Regions from separate parts of the Mus musculus genome. Here region 2 is linked to region 1. Evidence: chromatin contacts called from public HiChIP or PLAC-seq data. All regions are on one chromosome and are shown on one strand. Each heading gives the region's core, a stretch centred on a gene start, on an enhancer-like site or on the middle of the called end of the contact. The rest is flanking DNA. Distances are from core to core; before and after follow the strand shown. Region 1 has its middle 21 kb from the start of Gm24259. Region 2 holds the start of Col7a1 (collagen, type VII, alpha 1).

The links. HiChIP or PLAC-seq counts read pairs in DNA pulled down with a chosen protein or histone mark.
Region 2: an H3K27ac HiChIP or PLAC-seq map of embryonic stem cells shows a contact between it and region 1, with 2.0 times the contacts expected there. The contact joins the promoter of Col7a1 here to the enhancer-like site in region 1. A contact is called at or near these places in 5 of 39 promoter capture datasets (the 3T3-L1 cell line, liver, pre-B cells and 1 more), 14 of 484 Hi-C or Micro-C datasets (the G1E-ER4 cell line, the HL-1 cell line, the MNK3 cell line and 7 more), 3 of 115 datasets of contacts at active chromatin or transcription factors (all in embryonic stem cells) and 4 of 9 other capture datasets (adipose tissue, embryonic stem cells, liver and 1 more).

What each region holds. Positions count from the first base shown.
Region 1 is chr9:108,758,372-108,760,994 of GRCm38.p6, forward strand. No RefSeq gene overlaps it. Among named protein-coding and RNA genes, the nearest start is that of Gm24259, 21 kb to the left of the region's middle. Within about 2 kb of position 1,315, at least 7 of the 459 cell types and tissues checked have an H3K27ac peak or open chromatin away from gene starts, as enhancers often do. A contact at or near this core is called in embryonic stem cells, where this site is marked.
Region 2 is chr9:108,952,287-108,954,909 of GRCm38.p6, forward strand. Col7a1 (collagen, type VII, alpha 1) reads left to right here and starts at 1,300. Exons shown (of 119, transcript NM_007738.4): 1 at 1,300-1,350; 2 at 1,458-1,546; 3 at 2,044-2,224. The coding sequence starts at 1,459.

The DNA of each region.
Region 1 (2,623 bases), core at 65-2,564:
GCACAGGCTAGTCTGGAACCTGCTGTGTTACTGAAGATCCCCTTGAACTCTGGGGCCTCGCAGGTTCGCCCCCTCCTCTGTAGTGCTTGGATTACGGCATTAGCCACGAGCCTGTTTCTTGTTAGTGTTCACTGTCGAACTTCACTTTTTTTTTCCTGCTTTATTTGTGTATTTTACGTTTATGAGTGTTTTACTCGCATGTATGTCTGTGTACCACGTGCATGCCTGGTGCTTGTGAAAGTCAGAAGGTATTAGAGTCATGGATGGCTGTCAGCCACCACGGAGGTGCTGGGAATCAAACCTCAGTCCTTTCCCTGAATTTGAGAGGCAGAGGCCGGTGGATCTCTGAGTTCAAGACAAGCCTGGTCTACACTGTAAGTTGCAGGTCAGCCAGGGCTTCATGGTGAGACCCTGTCTTGATAGAACAAAAGAACAAAGTTATTTTTTATTATGCTTTTATGTGTGTGCAGGAGCATACAGATGCCCCTGGATGCCAGAACTGTTGGATCCCCGGGACCTGGAGTTACATGTGGTTGTGAGCCATCTAACATTGGCTGGCGCTGAGAACTGAACTGGGGTTCTCTGGAAAAGCAGTTAGTGCTCCTAACCCCAGAGATATCTCTCCAGCCCACCCAACCTTTTTTTTTTTTTTTTTTTGCTTTGTTTTAAAGGTTTATTTATTTATTTTATGTATGCGAATACACTGTCACTCTCTTCAGACACACCAGAAGAGGGCATCAGATCCCATTACAGATGGTTGTGAGTCACCATGTGGTTGCTGGGAATTGAACACAGGACCTCTGGAAGAAGCGCTCAGTGCTCTTAAGCCCTGAGCCGTCTCTCCAGCCCACATTTTTAAACTTTTATTTTTAACTCTGTGTGTGTGTGTGTGTGCGCGCGCGCGCGCGTGCTCGTGCATGTGCGCGCGCGCGCGCATGAGGATGCAGGTTCCCTCGGAAGCCAGAGGCGCTGGATCCCCTAGGTCAGTGTGAGCCACCTGAAGTGAGTGCTGGGAATCAGACTCAGTCCCTGTGTGAGAGCGGTGTGCTTTTAATCTCTGAGCCATCTCTCCAGTCCCCAAACAATTTTTAAATGATCCATGTGTCTATGTAGCAGAGCTGAGTAGCATCTGACCCACGGGTGAAGGCAGCAAGCGGTGGATAGTATGAAGACAGCAATGTTACATCTTTCCGTCCATGTTCAGCATCCTTTATACATCTGCAGGGCCAAGTGAAGAGTCACTATCGGCAAGAGCAGCCCTCAGCTCTCCTAAGAGTGACCCTGGTAACTGGCAAACGGTCTAAACGGTCTAGCCTTTGCCTTCCAGGGGCCTTTGTGATGCCGAGGGACCGGTGTCTACTCAAGCTTATGGAAGGTCTCTGGGGCTGGTTGATTTGTGGTTTTTGTCTTGTTGGTTAGTTTAGGATTCCTTTTTTCTTAAAACAAAAAGCAAAAACCCACAACATTTATTTTCTTGGGAGTGAGGAAATATCACTTGCCACTGCACTTTAAGATTTACTTTCAATGTAGGCCTTTGGCTGCTTGATTGGGAAGTATGCTGTGTACCACATGGGTGCAATGCCTGATGAGGCCAGGAGAGGGCAGCACATCCATTGGACCTGACATTACAGAGGGTTTTGCGCCACCACATGGGTGCTAGGACTTAACTCTGGACAGCAGGAAGAGAAATCACTGCTTTTAACCACTGAGTCATCTCTTCAGACCCAAAGGCCATTCTTTTGCTAGGCGAGGCTTCAAGTGTCTTGTTAGCCTCAAACTCTGTATGTAACTGTCATTGACTTCAAACTCCTGATTCTCCTGTCTCTACATCTGCCAAGATTTGTGGCCACACCCAACTCAGATTGCAGCGTTGTAAGACAAACAAATACTTGTCTTGGGCTCATTTGGCAAAGGGCTTGCCTAGCATGCACAGAACCCTGGGTTTGCTCTCCAGCACCCCATAAACTATGTTGCTGAGAAATGTTCTTAATACTAGCACCCTAGAGATAGAGATAGGAGGTTAAGTTCTTTCTTAGCTGCAAAAGGAGAGGCTCACAAACATAAATGAAACCATGTCTCAAACAAAAATTAAAAGACCAGGGTCAGAGAGATGGAACGGCTGTTGGGCAAGTTTTCTACCAAGTCTGAACATCAGAGTGAGGTTCCCAGGCCCTGATTGGTGGAAAAGAGAACCAACTCTCGTGAGCTGCCCACTGGCCTCCACACGTGTGCTGTGCCAACATATAGACACATGTGTGTATACACACATATAAAATAAGCCTAATCTAAAACAAATTAAAAAAATTAAATACCGAGGTTGGAAAAATGGCTCTGGCTCTGTTTAAGAGCGCGGGCTCATCTTTCAGGGGACCTGGGTTCAATTCCCAGCACCTGGAAGATGGCTCACAACCATCTGTGACTCCCATTCAAGGGGATCCCACATAGTCTTAAAGTCTGAAGACACCAGGCACATATGGGATTCACAGATATATATACATGTGAACAAAACACTCATGCACATAAACTTAATAAATCAATACGGTTTGAAGAACCATATTGTGATAACTTGTTACAACATAGTTGCTACAACAGAGTGGGGGTTCAAGCAGTCTTCGGCAATGTT
Region 2 (2,623 bases), core at 50-2,549, 190 kb after region 1:
AACTGGGAAATTGAAACGGATGGTCCTCTGTGCCCTGAGGTTCGCCCATGCTAGAAAACTAAACACCTGCACCTGTCCCCATCTCCCCACTTAGCCTGTGGATCTGCGGGAGGTTGCAGGGCCAGGCATATTGGAAGCAGCCATGGTGAATGAGGGAATACTTTCTGGTCTGTGCTGAACTGTACAGGACTGACTAGGAAGCAGAGGAAACAGGGCCCAAATGGGGGCTAGTTTTCTTAGGAGTGTCCCTCTATATTGATGACACCCGCCTAGTCACCATGCATGTATAACCAAAGGAAATCATTAGGAAAGAGGGCTTGACCTGTGACTGGCAATGACTGTCCACACGAAAGGATCAAGAGGGGGGTCACATAGGGAGGGGAAAGTTAGATACCTTGAGGCAACAAGGAAAGGAGTGTCATGGTGTGGCCCTGCCCTAGTCAGGGAATTGAGTAGAAGGGGTGGAGGGGATTCTTGCAGGTTCTAATGAAGCCAAGTAGATGGGGAACCTGGCCTGAATCGTGGACAGGCCTTGCCAGTGGGAACGTGGGTATCAGGAGATGGATTCCTGAGAGATGAGCTGTCAGCATGGGTGGTCCATCCCCCCCCCCCCGCATATGGACAACCCTCCCTCTTTGCAGACACAGCTGGATGGCATCTGTCTAGGGTAAAAGACTCAGTAGGGAGTGAGCGGCACTGGGATGAACAAATATGAACACGCATGGCACAAGTTCTTTCTTCCAAAATGGGGAAGTGTTGCTTAGATCCAGCCCAGTGGAATCTTGGGGTCCCTAGGATAGTCCCATAGTCTCCTGTTTGCTGGGGGCTGCTTTGCCTGTCATGAAGGTTAGGGTGCGGCACAGGAGGGCCACCAGACAGAAGCATGGCTGATTCACGTTTGTCAAGACCTATAGCCTGAGGCTTTGTCTGGGCACCCCATGGGGTTAGGGGTGAGTCAGCGCCAGCTGCAGTATGTCCTACCTACCATCAGGCTGCTACCCCTATGGTCTGCTGGAACCTGTCCACATTTCAGAGAGCAGCAATGACTTCATTGGTCACTCTAACTAGAAAGCAGTCAAGACTTGGAACCCTAAGTAAGGTTGGGGTGCTCTTGAAGTGTCTGTCAAAACCCTGAGTGATACTCGAAAGTCTTGGGACCTGACCTTGCCCTTAAGTGCGTCATATCTTAAGTCCAGGAGAAGTGGGGTGGGGGAAGCGACCTCTGGGGAGGTGGGTGGGGGCGGGCCGCCAGGTCCCCGCCTGCTGCTCCGCCTCCTGGGATCAGGGACTTTTCTCCTCAGTGCCGGCAGGACTTGCTGCGGCGCGGGAGCAGGCTGACTCCTCGCACAGGCAAGATCGGGACTTGGGGTGGGGGGTACTCGGTTTCCACCCGCCAAAGGCTTGGGAGACAAGAGACAGAGAGGTTGGGTTCCTGGCTAACTGTTTCTATCACTCAGGATGAGGCTGCGACTCCTGGTCGCTGCGCTCTGCGCTGCAGAGATCCTGATGGGAGCGCCGGAAGTGTGGGCCCAGCCCAGAGATAGAGGTGGGCATCTTTCGGGGCTCAGCACCCTGTCTGTCACCTATGCATCTACTCAAACTTTATCCCTGACACCTTTCCACCGATGAGTCCCCCAAACTCTTCGTGGATTCTTCCTAAACTCCCTGAATTCTACTCTGCATTCCCCAAATTGCCTCCTATCCCATATGGCACACAAATTCTAGCTCCCTGGATGCAGGCTGATCCTCTGTCCTCAGCCACCGGACAACAGTCCCTCCACGCTGATTTCAGCCCCGCAGCTACACCCCTGCTTGCAGGTTATCCTCCCCCAAGGTGCTCCTGCCCTCCCTGAGAAGCTCTGTTCAGAGTCCCACTGCGGTTTCCTCCAACACTGGCAGAAATACGCCTACCTGGGCTCCGTTTGCAGAGGAACATAAAGCCTATTGTCCTTCCAGTCCCCAAGTCCCAGGGGACCTCAGTGCCTAGAGGATGGTGGGTGGCTGTATTCCCTAAAAGGTCATGATCTCTCCTCCCTGCTTCAGTGACCTGCACACGCCTTTATGCTGCTGACATCGTGTTCTTACTCGATGGCTCGTCGTCCATTGGCCGCAGCAACTTTCGAGAAGTGCGAGGATTCCTGGAGGGGCTGGTGCTGCCTTTCTCAGGAGCAGCCAGTGCACAGGGCGTCCGGTTTGCCACAGTGCAGTACAGTGATGATCCACAGTGAGTAGTCGACGTGGGGTCAGGACTGTAGGCCCCAAGACCCCTTAACAGGAAGGAGTCTAGAAATAGGCTTTGGAGAGCCCAGAAAGGCCCTCGCCAACACCTCTTCTGGAGAGAGGTGGGGATAACTTGGAAGAGTGTTCTTGTCCTAAAACACCTCTCAGTCAGTGTCCTGGGGTTGTGGTGGGGTGGGGGTGGGGTGGACAGGATGATTCTGCTTCCTGATCTGCATAGAGAGAGAGAGTCCAGGAGCTCCAGGCGTTGGGCTCCTGGTGGAGTCTGCATGTTTGGGCTCTGCCAGCTCTTCAGCCCTCTGTTCATCAGAAATGCTTTGTCTGGCCAGTGACCACTGTCCTGAAACTGAGCCCTTCCTCCTACAATTATTTAATCAGATATCCT